Linked DNA regions of Pan troglodytes: region 1 is linked to region 2. A link is a contact called in public Hi-C data. All regions are on one chromosome and are shown on one strand. Each heading gives the region's core, a stretch centred on a gene start, on an enhancer-like site or on the middle of the called end of the contact. The rest is flanking DNA. Distances are from core to core; before and after follow the strand shown. Region 1 has its middle 510 kb from the start of FAT1. Region 2 holds the start of FAT1 (FAT atypical cadherin 1).

Region 1 (7,790 bases), core at 1,253-3,752, 510 kb before region 2:
CATCTTCCTTAGAATATCATAAAAAATCCAGTGGTTTTGCCCCAGCCAGTTCATTAGCTTATGTCCACACATGAACTGGCATCCTTAAAATTTTTATAAATTTTCTCTACAATATGTGTTTTAATCAAGTCTTTTTTTATGACCTAAAATAACCTAAGGGTTCAACTGTCTTTCTTTACATAACATTGACTGCTCTTCTGTCAAAATCAGAAGTCCTTTTACCCTGTCATTTTTTTTGTTCAGCTTTTCCTTGATGACCAAGATCCCCAGGCTCCAGGAACATCAGTGAGACTTCTACCTGAAGTTGCCCTTTGTGATAATGCACACTCTGGAGTTCTCTGTTATTCAATTTCCCCCCTTGGTAGTTTCAGTAAAATATCATGGTGAAAACCCATCTCTACCAAAAATACAAAAAAAAAAAAAATTAGCTGGGTGTGGTGGCGGGCGCCTGTAGTCCCTACTCGGGAAGCTGAGGCAGGAGAATCGGCTTGAATCCGGGAGGCAGAGGTTGCAGTGAGCCAAGACGGCGCCACTACACTCCAGCCTGGGTGACAGAGCGAGACCCCGTCTCAAAAAAAAAAAAAAAAAAAAAATCACCTGCCATTCTTCTGGTATCCCCAAGGTTGCGACATTACGGATGCCATCTTAGGAGGCTCCATATTCTGAGCCTCCCCTGTGGATTACCTCTCCTCTCTGGGAAACGCTGTGGGCCCTGGTGTGGCTCTGCATGTCACTCGCTGCTGACACTCACCCCAGTCAAAGGAGTTGGTGCTGACAGAGAAAGTGATTTTATTCAGAGTGGAACACAGTCACAGTGGTGATGCGTGGTGTTGATGACTACATATAACGCTTACTGAGCACCTATTGCATGCTAGTGTGCTGAGCTCTGTTCTCCCTCACAGTAACTGAATGGGAATGTATTATTACTCTTCGGTAAATTTCAGAAGCCAGGAAAGAAAGCACAGAGAACCTAAGTTGTTTGCCCAACATTCCACACAGCAAGCTGGGAGTGGATATTTTAACCTAGGCAGCGTGGTTCAAGAGCCTGCTCTGTTAGCGATCTTACAAATTGCCCATGGCGTTGTGTGGGGAACATACTGAGATGGCAAAGCTGTGGGCAACCGGGCAAATGAGGATGGATGGGACTTTTGGAGTGAACAGGGTTCCGGGCATCCCAGATCCTACAGTTGTTTGAAAAGAATAAAAATTGGCGTGAAGGGGTCATCAAAGATGAGCACTTTCAAAATTATAAATTCATTTTACTCAGTCTTGGTACAGAAAAATACAGATGGCTGCATGGTTTATGCTGGTCTATGTACATAACCAGCAAAATAACTAAAGCCCTTGGCCTTTGGGAAGATTGCCAGTGTGATTCCAGATGCTTAGATGTGCTATGTGGACTAAGCCAGGCAGAGGCCCTTGGGTGAATCAGTACCATTCTGTGAATCATGTCTCAAACATGTAGACTATGTCCTGTATTTTCACTTATTAAGCCATCATGAAAGATAAAGCTGCAGAGAATTCCCAAAGCACCAATAAACAATGGAAAAAAGCCCAACTGTTGTTTTGTTCACATTTCAGTTTTCCCACATACCCCTCTTCTTCTCAAACTGCAAAATTGCTATTCATCTCCATGTTGACTTCAACAGAATGGGGCAATCTGCAGAGATCATTGTCTTCTAGGAGCAAATAGTAATGAAGCTTGCTATTTAAATCTTTTTTTCCATGGATACACTTGAGTATTTAAATTGCACATTTAAAAGTAATGAGCACTTCGTGCTGTTTCCGTCTGCCTCTAACTGCTCTCTCTCATTATCTAAGAGAAAGCATTGAATTCCGAGCTCCTCAAATGAAATGGAAGAGAATTTTTACCGGTTTTTCTTTTTTATTCTCATAATTCCTCAGTTCTCCCAAGCCTTGGCCCAACTATTTTTTGTGGCTTCCATGCTTTTTTAAAATGACAAACAGCTCCTCAAGCTGCCTCAGCAATAATGCCTTCTGCCTGCTTTTAAAAGAGCTGTCACAATTAGTATACTCACTGCATATGGGTTTCCCCTACATACTTCCTCCAAATCAATGATATTAACTTTTTGTGCTGTGAAATTCTTTACAAAACAGTCAAGCTACGATTAGTGTATTTCGCTTGTTGCTTAATGTGTGACTTGCTATTCTGCCAAGTCAATGATTTCCAGTTGGAGGTGTCATCGTAAAAAAAAAAAAAAGATGATTTAAAAATAAACTTGCTGATGCTCAGTGACCCAGGCTTTGCAGGGCAGGCTGCACCTAACCATGAGTTCTCCTTTTTAACAAGGATTCACCCTTGGAAATCTCAATTTAGATACAATGCCTGTTTCTCAATTAGATGGTCCTTTTTCCTCCCTCCTTGGGCTGGAGTAATTGAAACACAAGGCTGTCACACGGCCTGTCCAGACTGTGCCCTGAGTCAACAAGTTTGTACTGAACAGTGTCCCTCTGGCTGGCAGTCTGCTTGCCATTCTGCTGTGCTCCCCGGGCCTCCCTAAGCTGGTTTTCCTCACTGCTGCCAGGGGCAACGGGTGGCAGCGCACGTCACAGACTTCCTCTGTGCAGAACGATGATCTCCGCGAGGACACAGATCTGCGCTCCCGAGGAAGTCCAGCCACCCCCTCGCCGCCCACCCCCACCTGTCCTAATGACTCTATATTAAACTATGATTTTTTTCTTAATTAGAAGGTATTTTTAAAAGGCAAATCAAGTGTAAATGCTAGAGTAACTCACTGTTTTTTAAACTAAACTGGTTTATAAAAATTAAAAAAAGACATCAGAGAAAATAGGTTTTTTTTTTTTAACAACAAGCAATTAAGGGAGCATGAAACCCTGTTGAAAGCCGTTTTTAAAGAGTTAAACCAAAACTGCATGAGTCTATATTCGACGTCTTAAATATAGATGAGATGGTACTTCTAGATACAGAGAGGAGAAACTCTCCCAGATCTCTTTTTACAACTTGCTCAAAAAGGGATTCATCTTGTAGCTTCGTTAATTTTTTCATCACATTATTTCATATTGTTGTTTTAAAATATATGCCAACTATATATAACGGATAATATGTAAGAATGATAAAAAGGCTACTACCCATTTAGCCACCATTGTACATTATCAATAGCTTTGGTATTTTATTATGTTGAATTTATCAATACTTATATGAAAATATTAATATTCCTGAACAATATTTAGTTTTGCCTAATTTTAGCTTTTATAATAATAAATCTTACCAAATCTAAATGTGTATTTGTGCGCATGTGATTTTCTTTTACTGCTCAGTATTATGTTTTTGAGATGTATACATGTTTAAATATGTGACTTTCATTTGTTTATTCTGGTTTTAGAAAACACCAAATTGTTTCCAAGTTTTGCTTTTGTGAAAATGCAGCTACAAACATTGTTGTATATATCTCTTGGTGCATATAGGCAAGAGTTTCTTTAGATTATATACCAAGGAATGGAATTTCTGTGTTTATAGGTAACGTACATGTTTACCATTACTAGGTAAAGCCCCAAAGACCGCTGATTAATGGGAGTCCCAATCTTCTGAACATTTGTACTATCAGATTTAAATTTGTTTTCCCAGTCTGTTGGTGTCAAATGGCAGCTAACTGTGATTTTTACCTTCATCCTCATGATTTCTAGTGGGATTTAACAATATTTTTTTTCATAGATGTATTAGTAATTCATGATTCCACTTTTGTAAGCTACCTGTTCATATTTTTGCACAATTTTCTGTCGAGCTGTTTGTTTCTATATATATTCAAGTTTATATATTCTGGACACTGACTTTTATCACTAGTATGTGTGGCTGGTCTTGTGTCATAGTTTGCTTGTTTTCTCACTCTCTTTTTGTGTGTTATGATGAACATGAAGTCCTAATTTGAATGTGATAAAATTTAACCATATTTCCTTTACAGCTAGTGCATTTTGTTCTTATTTGACAATCATGTTGCCACCACCAAGTCATAAATATATTATCATATGTGGTCTTTAACATTTGTTAGTGCTCCTTATTATTTAATTTTTTGATCAATCTGGAATGGATTTTTAGCTAACTGCTCCAAAACCAATCCACCAATTTACAATTTCTTTTCTGTCATGCATCTACATATTTACACACATATGTCTTTGTTTCTAGATTCTTTATTCATTGCATTCAACTATTTGGCTTTTCTTGAATTAATATCCACTATATCACAACTACAGCTTTTTAATAAGCATTGTCTTTCATAGGGGACGTCTTCCTGACCTAATCTCCTTCTTCGGGTGTGACTGGACATTCATGCCCTTTGCTTTTCTATATCTATATTTTAATCTGCTTATTTAGTTTGATGAGAACCTATTTTAGAATTCTTCTTGGAAATGTCAATAATCTCTGGATCAATTTTGGGAAAACTGACAAATGTATGATACTGAGTTCTCCCTGCCAGTGAAATGGTATAACTTTCTATTTATTTAAGTCTTCTTTGATACTTTTCAGCTAATGTTTTATACTATTCCAAAATAGAAATTGCATACAAAATATACTATTTACAGTGGCAGCAAAAATATGTGACGTCGCTTTTAGATTTATTCCTATGCCACATATTTTTGCTGCCATTGTAAATAGTATATTTTGTATGGAATTTCTAAGCATTATACAGCAAACTTATTAAACCACATTGTTAATCCCTGTGTTAGTCTGTTTTCATGCAGCTGATAAAGACATACCCAAGACTGGGAAGGAAAAGAGGTTTAATTGGACTTACAGTACCACATGGCTGGGGAGGCCTCAGAATCATGGCAGGGGGTGAAAGGCACTCTTTACATGGCAGCAGCAAGAGAAAATGAGTGAAAGTGGAAACCCCTGATAAACCCATCAAATCTCACGAGACTTATTCACTATCACGAGAATAGCATGGGAAAGACCGGCCCCCATGATTCAAATACCTCCCTCTGGGTCCCTCTCACAACATGGGGAAATTCTGGGAGGTACAATTCAAGTTGAAATTTGGGTGGGGACACAGCCAAACCATATCAATCCCAGTGCTGTGTAGATTGTTTTGGGTTTTCTCATTGCTTTAAGGTAAAGAGAGTGTAGAAATGCTTTGGAAAAGGCTGGAGGAAGTGCCCAAGCACTTTAGAGCTGAGATGCACTTGATAAGCTGTTTAACACTGATAAAGAGAAGAATGAGAGCAGTGAAAAAGCCACTGGGGTACCTTCACGTGTGGAAGATGTCTGGGTGAATTTCTTCTAAATTGTCCATTTATCACTCAAGTTTGAGCCAAACTTTCCAAGAGCTTTTACCATCAGTTTCTTAATTTCTGCTTTCTTCTGATTCAAAAATTAACATGTTGAATAATTTATTAATAACATTTTTTAGCTTTTAAAAGAGTAAATAAAATATCATAGAGCATTAAACTAAAACCAAAATATTATAAATTAGGCAAAACAACAGAGTTTTAAATGAATACGTAGTGTTTTGAAAGCATTCTTACATTTAAATTCAATTTTTTATGACAAATATTCATTGAGAACCTTGTATATGCAAGATACTGACCCAGTAGGAAAAGTGTTTCTTTGGTCACTAGTGTTCTAGCAAAATAAAGAACACAGTAAGTTTAACTAATTTAAGCAATCAATCTTAGACACAGAAACAGCCCTCACCCCTATCTTTGCTTTGTAATAGGTTTTTCACCCTGATTTATTGTGTATAATTACCTAATCCATCTTGCATATGTAGACAAGCCTTTGTCAACCTGAGATACTTAAGTACCTTTGAAATGAAACTCCAACTAGCTAACCATTATGTCGTAATTTATTACCTTTGGTCATCACGTAACACTTTCTAGGGAAAAGTTATATGAAGAAAATACTTACGAGAATTTTTTTCCTTATTAAAAATTCTTTTTTTAAACTTCTATTGAAAGCACTCTAATATTTATCCAGACCTGACCCAGATAGTTGTAGAGATACAATTCCTGGCTCTACCCTTACGAAAAGCAAATCTTTACAACTATATAACTAACTCCTGAACATGTAGATCTTCAATAATTTTTATCTTCTCTCTTGCCCTCTTCTTTCCTCCATGTGGAGGAAAAAATATCTTTCTGAGGAGGAAACACTTGAAGACTCATTTAAATGCTAGCTACTTTAAAAATTTAAATTTTAGATGTTCTTCCATTTAGTTCTTTATTTACTTCTTTGAGTTACTCAAGCTTTTCATATTTGCCACACCTGCTAGTAACATGGGAATATATTTTTATGTAACAAATGCACACGATGCTAATGTATTTTGGGTAAAAGTACAGATCGCCCACTGTCGTCACCTATTCTCATTTCATTCTCAGGAATAAGAACAATGTGCTTTGTTACTTTTGAATGTTTTTCTATGCATTTACATACAGATATACATAAATGAATAAAAAGTTAGGCCATGTACAATGTTTTAGTATAAATGGGGTCATGTGATATAAAAATTTGTGCAAAATTATTTTCTCATAATAATATCATAAAAATATTTCCATGTTAATATATTCAGATCTTTTCATTCAACTGCCACACAGTAGTTCTTTATATGGTTTGGGATATCATCTAACTATTTGATTATCAATGAAAATGTATAATATTTATACCAATCTATGTGTATATTTTGACCCTCCTGGAGTGAATACTCATACGTGACACCTTTTACATGAGTGAACAAGTATCAGTGAAGGTACTTGGAGATTCTCTTTTCCCAAAGGAAAATTAAAATCCACCAAGACTTCCTCACCTACACATTCTTGCATTAGCAGAACTGGGGACTCATGGTCCCCGAACTCACACACCTTCTCCCTCAACCTACAGCACACATCCTGAAGACTCCTTTAAATTCATTTATGTGTTTCTCAATATGTCTCCCATCAAATTCTCATGCCCAAGTATTCCATATTTTCCATATTCAATCACCTCTATCAGATCCTGCAAGATTCTTCTTCAGGTTAGCCATAATTTCTAGTAGCCCTGGGTTGCCTAATATATGATACAATTCAAGATACGTGGTAGAAAAAAAATTGCTTAAATTTGACTGAACATAGTTCAGCTGAAACCTGCTATTCAACCCAACAATTTGCTCAAAATTAGTGTGTATAAGAATTGTGTCAAAAATGAATGTCAATAGGAACTGATTATTCAAGTATTCTTTTGTTGTATATTGTGCAGCCTCACATTAACCTTTTTAATATTCATAAAGACTCATTTCTAAAATGCAAAATGTGCATATTATACATTATATAAATAATTGTGTCTTATTTATGAGGAGAAATGAGATCATGACACAATTTTGTAATCTGTCGTTATTTATTTAGACTATTTTGATGCATATCGTAGAAAGTTTGCATTTTTCCACCCATTAGAACTTTTTAGATAGATTGTCTAATTTTTTTTTTTTTTTTTTTTTTTGGAGACAGAGTCTTGCTCTGTCGCCCAGGCTACAGTGCAGTGGCATGACCTTAGCTCACTGCAACCTCTGCCTCCCAGGATCAAGCAATTCTCCTGCCTCCGCCTCCCGAGTAGCTAGGATTACAGGGGCATGCCACCACACCTAATTTTTGCATTTTTTTAAGTAGAGATGGGGTTTCACCATGTTGGTCAGGCTAGTCTCGAACTCCTGACCTCAGGTTATCTGCCCACCTTGGCTTCCCAAAGTGCTGAGATTACAGGCCTGAGCCACTGTGCCCGACCAGATTGTCTAATTTTTAATGCCAATTATCAGCCAATTATTCCCACATTACCTGTTTATTTC
Region 2 (6,968 bases), core at 1,407-3,906:
TTAGTAGAGACGGGGTTTCACCATATTAGCCAGGCTGGTATCAAACCCTTTCCCTCAGGTGATCCACCCGCCTCAGACTCCCAAAGTGTTGGGATTACAGGCATGAGCCACCGCGCCCGGCCTGGTGTCTAATGTTCTAATGGCTCCCTCTGAGAGTACAAGCTGATTCCGGAGAAGAGCTGTATTTGAATGCAAAGGGTAAAATAATTCCAAGGTGCAGGGGAGGTGGAGAGGGCTGGTATTTCCTCTCACCTCCAGGAAGGGGAGGCCGCAATGGGCACATAGGCAGATGAGAAAGCAGTGAAAGCAGCAGAGAGGGTGGGATGCCAGGAGTCAGTCAAGCCTACTTACAAGTATTTGGTCCTAGGGCTATTCCAAAAAATGTCTCAGAATTGTTTCCTGCTTTAAATCTATGATTTCCCCTGGTTTTATGAGTCAGCAAAGACGGAAAACAACTAAAAGGCCATGTTAATATTTCTTAATCACTAAACACACCTACCTCATTAAATCTTGGGTCTTACATATTTTCACCCAGCATATTGTTGGTACTTGATAAATATTTGCTGTATGAATGAATCCTTCCATGATTCTGGGTCCTCCCTTATACTTCAGAGGTGACTCAGTATTGGACACACTGAAATTTAAATGCTTGATGTAGCCTTCCATAAAATAGCAGTGTTTTTAAAGGTCTAGACCAAGGTGTCCAGTTAACTCTGTCATGACGAAAATGCTCTTTGATCTGCTGCGATCAATACAATCGTCACTAGCCACACATGGTCACTGAAACTCGGAATGCAGCTGCTGAGACTCAGGAAGTGCCTTTTAATTTAGTTTAACTGGAAGTAGCCACAGGGGGCAAGTGGCTGCCCACTACATTAGCGCAGCTCTAGAGGTTCTGTTAAAAGTTTTCTGCCCATCTCACTTTGAAAACCAGCTATTTTGACTAATATCATCAATTGTTATTCATAAGTTCCTGTCATTTGTGATTTTTATCTTTTTTAATATAAGTAATTTGGTTTATTTATGACAACTTTAAAGTGAGTATAGCAAACCAAATGGACTTCAGCGAGAAGCCTCTCGGGGTGAATTTATTGTGAATCATTTTGAGGACTTGCAATATGTGGTCAATTTCTAATTTCAACTATTGACACAAAAGGAGAGAGCCTGTGTAGTTGAAACAGGGAAGCAGGAGAAGTCCGCTGGGCACTGACAGACTGGCCTCTCAAGCCAGCCTCCTCCCTCCTTAGGAATCTGGCACCCTCTAGCTGCCCTCGGGGTCTGCAGGAGCTCTAAAATCCCTTCCTATATCCCTCCGTGTCCTAGCTCCCTGGATCCTCTCCTCCCTTCCAAATCAAAATGCACCTTGAGGGAGAGGCTTAGGCAGGAGGATCTCTTGAGCCCAGGAGACCTGACTTGAGTCTGGAGACCTGCCTGGCAGAATCTCGAATCAGTGGTGATGATGCTGATTTTATGGATTAAAAACTGAGACACTGCCAAGAAGTGAGGGAAGGGAGCGGGGGAGGGCAGGAAAACTAATATTGTTTAAGTACCTACTATGTGCGTGCTAGACACTTCATATGATGCTCAGTAAAAATGCTTTGCCTGCATGAATAACTGTTATCTCCCTGGCAAGTAGAGTTCAGTATGTTTTTTTTTTTGAATGGATAAACACATGAATACATTTTTACCACATGAAGCAGATATTAGTCCCATATCACAGATGAGGACACTGATATTTACACAAGTTATGACTTCGAGGCTAAACACACACAACATTCCAATCACCTAATCTTGTTCTCTCCTTACTGTTTAGCTCCCTGCCCAGTTTCCTCTGTGCTCAGAATTTTGCTCTTGACCTTTGTAAAAGAACGACCAGCTAAACTGATCAACATATTTATACCAACGGATGCAAATATGATAGAACCGCCCCCAGCCCCCTTTTGCAAGGATCTTGAATGTTAATGACAATCTTCTGGGGACAATGTCAACTCACAGAAATGGCTCCCTCGGAATTTCACGCTGTTCGGGGAGGTATTTTGGTACTTTAGTGGCATTAAAAATATATTCCACAGCAGATATTTTCCTGGAGGCTGGACACTTACATAAAGACGACGCATTCTTTATAAATTAAACCTCAACAGTGTTTGCATTTATCTAAATGGATATTATTTTGAGGAGGAGACAGTGATTTGTGTATTAGCCCCTATCACTAGGGATGACTTGTAAGACACATGAGGAACTGGCTCCTCCCCTACCCTTCGCCCCCTCCTCTCAGAACCTTATAAGCTTCAGAGTACGGTCAAGACAAGAGGAGCATTGGGAAAGAATTTGAAAATAAAAATACAGCTCCGTGATTTTCAACACAAAGACCACGAAGAGCATAATAAGTCGTGAAAAAAAATTCACATCCAGAAGTTGGAGGGCCACAAAGTACAAGTCGTCCAGGCCAGTCTGCTGAGACTGTTCATGCTTCCGCCCAGCAAAAATCTGGCAGGCGACACGTCGCGACGAATTTCGGCTGCAGAAGAGGAAGAGCATCACCTGCAGTCCGCGGCGTGGGAAACGCCGCCGGAGGGGCTCCGCGAGCCGGGGAAGCGCGCGCAGCGGGGCTCCAGGCGGCTCAGGCGCTGAGTGCGAGGAACGCCCGCGCTCGCCGGCGCCCGGGAGACGCAGCCGAAGGAGGAGGGCAGGCGTTTCACCCGCGCCACAGCTGCGGCCGGCCAGAGAGACCGCAGAGGCCGGGACCCCCGCAGCCTCCACGGCCGCTGCTGCCACTGTCGGGGTGGCGCGCCCAGCCGGAGAATCCCGTCCGCGCCCGGGGCGGGGGGCGAGGCGGGGCGCTGACGTCACCTCCCCTCCCCCACCGCCTCCAAGGGGGAGGGAGTGGGGAAAGAGGCAGCGAGTCGCCGCAGCCGCCGGCCGCAACTCCTCAACTCGGCGGCTGGCTGCCTGGGCACGTCCTGACAAACTTGGCTGCTCCCGGGCCCTCGTTCCGGCCCCGCGCACTCTCTTTTCGCCTGCGTTTGGTGCTTAAGTTTGCCCTGGTCGGAAGCCTCCGGAGATGCGGCCGCCTGGGTCCCGGCGGCACGGACGTTGGCACTCTGGTTAGGGACATGCTGAAGATCCCGGGGAGGCAAAGTTGGTACTTCAAACCCGGCTCTTAACACATATCTACACCGCGAGGGGATCACGGAGCTGCCGAGGACTTTAGAGCCCGGGGCCGAGGACTCGGCTAGACTGGTGAGTTCTTTGTTCAAATCGTGCATGCCTTTTGGCATTTTAAGTTTAAATGTTAATGAAATTACGTGGGGTGTGTGGCTCTAAGCGAGTGCGGGGAAGCGTGTGCGCCCTACGGGTTCTCGGCTCCAGGAGCTGCGCATCCCTCTGGCTTTGTGCGGCTCGGCGATGAAAGATTCGTATGCATAGCTTTGGGAATTCATAAAATACATATAGAGCACTGTTAAAAAGAACTTGAGAGGCGATGCTGTTTGTGCATTATTTTGAATGTAACTTATTATAGCAATGGTGCCTAGGGAGGGCGCATCGGGGCCGCGAGATTTGCAGGGGCGCAGCGCCCTCTAGTCCGGGCACCTGGCGAGGCGCGCTCCTTGCCGGGTTCTGTGGGGAGGCGAACCTGGACCTCCCCGGCGCTCGGCGACGTGGGCGCTTGCTCACCCCAGTCTTCACTGACCACCCACCCGGGCCCATTCTTTATATGAGTTACAAAAATCAGCTTGGGTGGACTGGATGTAGAGGCCGTGCTGGAGGAAAGCGTTTTGTTTCTGGAACCGTCTCCCCAACCCCCTCCCTAATTTCCACGAGCCTTTGGGGACAGGGTTAGGGAGGGTCGATTATTTAAAGGACAAATGTGGAACTTGAACCACATTTCTCTCTCTCATATAAAATAATTCGATTTGTGGTAGCTAATAGGCATGTCCATTTCGTTCTGTTGGCGCTTAAGGATCAGTAGAATCGTGGCAGAGTCCTAAGTCTGAAATCTCCATCCCTGGCTCTCGGCGGCTCCTGTGGCGACGAAGTGCAACTTCTTCCAGGCAGATAGATTTCTCAGGGAGCCTGGAAAATCGGGATTCCCAGACAGATGTAAAACATCTAGTAAGCCCTAGGAAGCGTTATTACTTATTAATTAATGGTAATCTTCTCCAGGAATTCTCTTGTGCCATTTAAAAAAAATCCCGTGATTTTACGTCAGGGAATGGTATCTTTGTACTTTTTTTACTGTTCTTCTTTTCCCCTTTTAGCACTACTCCCGCTCCCTCGCTCCCAGGAAACGGCTGGAGTTCCGGTGTGTTTGGGTTTTGCTGAGATTTACAATTCGGCAAGCGGCACAAGCCGGTTGGGCTTGGAGATCAGGTCACCCACTTTCGAGGTGTTCCATGTATGAAATTGACCTGTAAGCACTTGGAGCAATTATGGCCGGGGCAAACACGTCTTTGGATGATGGAGTTTGCATTTGCTGGATGTGTGAATCTGTGTATATTCCAACTGGTGGGCAGGGAATATAGGGCTACGAATCGGCACACTCATCTTGCAGGCATTATTTTTCCTTCCCGGCCACAACCTGCTGGACACCTTTATTATTATTTTTTTTTCCGGTCACCTCTAAGATGGCTTATAAGGTGACTGCGTTAACTTTGAACCCAGGAAATTCTCTTTCACACTTGACTGCCCTGCCGTTCCCCTCCCCGCCAAGCTCCCCTCACCAGTCCCAGGGAAATCGGATCTCTCTGTCTTCCCAGTGTTAAAATGCCTGAGTCCCACAAACTTTCCGAGATCAAGTCCGCCCTCTTGTCCGGGCTGCGTCCCAGCGCCTCCGGCCCTCCGGGCTTCGGCCGAGTCCGCCCTGCGCCGAGCCTGCGGCTGGAGCCCTGCCCGCGCCGGGGATGGGCTCCGCGCCCGGGACGCTCAGGCTGGGCGCCCGGCGCGGGGAGTGCTCGGAGCGGGCGTCTCGGCGCTGGGGCTTCCCCTCTGCCTAGGAACTTGCAGTTGTCGGCCTGGGGTCACGCTTTGGGGCCCCCGGGGCCGACTCCCGGGCTAGGAAGCCCGCGGGACGCCGCGACTGCCTTTTGTCCCACAGGCCTGGGCGTCCGGGGTGTCAGCGGGGGAGGCCAGGCGCCCGCGGCGGGGAGGGCCTGGGGTCTAACTCGGCAGAAAAAGGTCGCGGGGGAAGCGTTTCCATTTTCTGGGGACTCAGTGTGGATTGAGGGAGGAAGTAGATTCCGACCTAGCTGCATTCCTTTGGAGACCTGAAGGACGACTTCAGCCCACCAAACCTTCGCGGACCCAGAGCCGCGCCATTCAAATGCAGATTCAGGGGCTCCCAGAAGGCTATGGAAAAGCTAAAGGGATGCCTCTGGGAAGCTTTCTCATTAGGCCCCAGCCTTTTTTTTTTTTTTTTTTTTTTTTTAGCTAAGCTAACGTTTCCCTTTCTTGGCAGGGAGCTTTCCCCAATTCCTTGCACAGCGCCTGTGGCTGGCCGTAACTAACCTCGGCATCACAAGCCTCGCCCTGCCCCTCGGAGCCGCGCTAGACCCCGCTGGGCGCCTTCTCGTCTCCCAGCACGGACCTGGCGTTCGCAGGGACTGGGGCTCTTTGGGCCCGGGCGGGACTGCGTGGCCGAACCCGCGGGCCCCGAGCCGGCAGCCGGGGAAAGTCGGCTCGAGTTTCCGCGCCCGAGAAACGAGCGCCGGCGCCGGCGGGCGGGGCCGGGGCGGAGGGATCTCCTGCGCTCGGGGAGCGTGAGGCGCCGGCGCCGAGCTGGGCGGCCGGGCGCGGGGAGAGGGCGCGGGAGTGGGAGCGGGAGCGGGTCGCGCGGCAGGTACCATGCGGCCGCGCGAGCCCGGCGAGGCCCCCGGCAGGCCCGGTCCCTGCTCGGGGGCGCGCTGAGACGGCGGGTGAGCTCCACGAGAGCGCCGTCGCCACTTAGGGCCAACTTTGCGGTAAGTTCGCTGGGGCGCGGGCCGGCGGGCGGGGGCGAGAGCGTGCAGCGCGCTGCGGTGCGGACTCTGTGGGTGTCCGCCCGGTCCCTGGCTCGGGCTCCGGCGCTGCCGAAAAGGGATGAGCGCGCGACCTCCCGGAGGGTGGAGTGACTCGGTCCTTCCCAGTTGGGAAATTCAGCACTGGCTAGGGGGGTCCCGGCGGCGGAGCGGGAAAAGGAGGCGACCGCGCGGGACCGATCCGGAGCCATTGCTGGGGTCCGATCCTTTCTGACACGCCGCCTTCCCTCCGGGAGCTCGCCGGGCTGCCTCGGCCTCGCGGTCTCCTGGGGCATCCCGCCGTCTGCGAAAGACCCGCTCGCTGAGCGGTGCACGCGGGAGGCCTGCGCGGGGCTGCCGGGTCCCTGGGTCTCTGGGTGATTGCGCCCTGCAGGAGCGCTGCCCGGAGGTGCAGATGCAACCGGTGGACTGCGGAGTGAAGGGCTGCGAGGCTGCATTTCGGGGCTGAACATCTGCACAATGTGCGGTTTGTCAGTGTTTTCTGTCTTCTCTGGAGGAGGAACTTCTAAGATCTTTTTAAAAGAAAGAGGTTTTGGTCCTTCATTGCCTTTAAAAAAAAAAAAACTCGGTGCTTTCTTTTAGAGAGCCAGCTTTCTGCTGTGTGTTAGATTTTTTTGTTCCCGCTGATGTGAATTGCAAGGCTTTGGAAACAAGGACGCAATTGTATGAGTTAGGAAAGTAAACTCATAAATATTTTCTATGCAGTTAAGTTTTTTTTTTTGTCTGAACTGTGGTTTCATTAAGTGGCTTTTGTTAAGCAATTCCCGGGTGCCTGATAGAGGCGATTTTTTTAAAGTGGATATTAACAGTGATTATTAGTATGAGAAAAGATTGAAAAGAAAATGACCTTCAGATATTCATTTCCTTTTCAAAAGCAGATTCTTAATGCTTCATATATTCAGATACAGGTTTCGATAGTTTAAGAAGGTATCTGTGTGTGAGAACTAGGTAATG

Evidence for each region. A called contact is a pair of places that touch in the nucleus more often than the background predicts.
Region 1: a contact with region 2 is called in a Hi-C map of stem cell-derived neural progenitor cells, with 4 times the contacts expected there. The contact joins the enhancer-like site here to the promoter of FAT1 in region 2. A contact is called at or near these places in 1 of 7 Hi-C or Micro-C datasets (stem cell-derived neural progenitor cells) and 1 of 1 datasets of contacts at active chromatin or transcription factors (stem cell-derived excitatory neurons).

What each region holds. Positions count from the first base shown.
Region 1 is chr3:188,883,548-188,891,337 of NHGRI_mPanTro3-v2.0_pri, reverse strand. No RefSeq gene overlaps it. Among named protein-coding and RNA genes, the nearest start is that of FAT1, 510 kb to the right of the region's middle. Within about 2 kb of position 2,502, at least 2 of the 24 cell types and tissues checked have an H3K27ac peak or open chromatin away from gene starts, as enhancers often do. A contact at or near this core is called in stem cell-derived neural progenitor cells, where this site is marked.
Region 2 is chr3:188,369,662-188,376,629 of NHGRI_mPanTro3-v2.0_pri, reverse strand. It overlaps FAT1 (FAT atypical cadherin 1), which reads left to right and starts at 2,656. Exons shown (of 27, transcript XM_063810072.1): 1 at 2,656-3,240.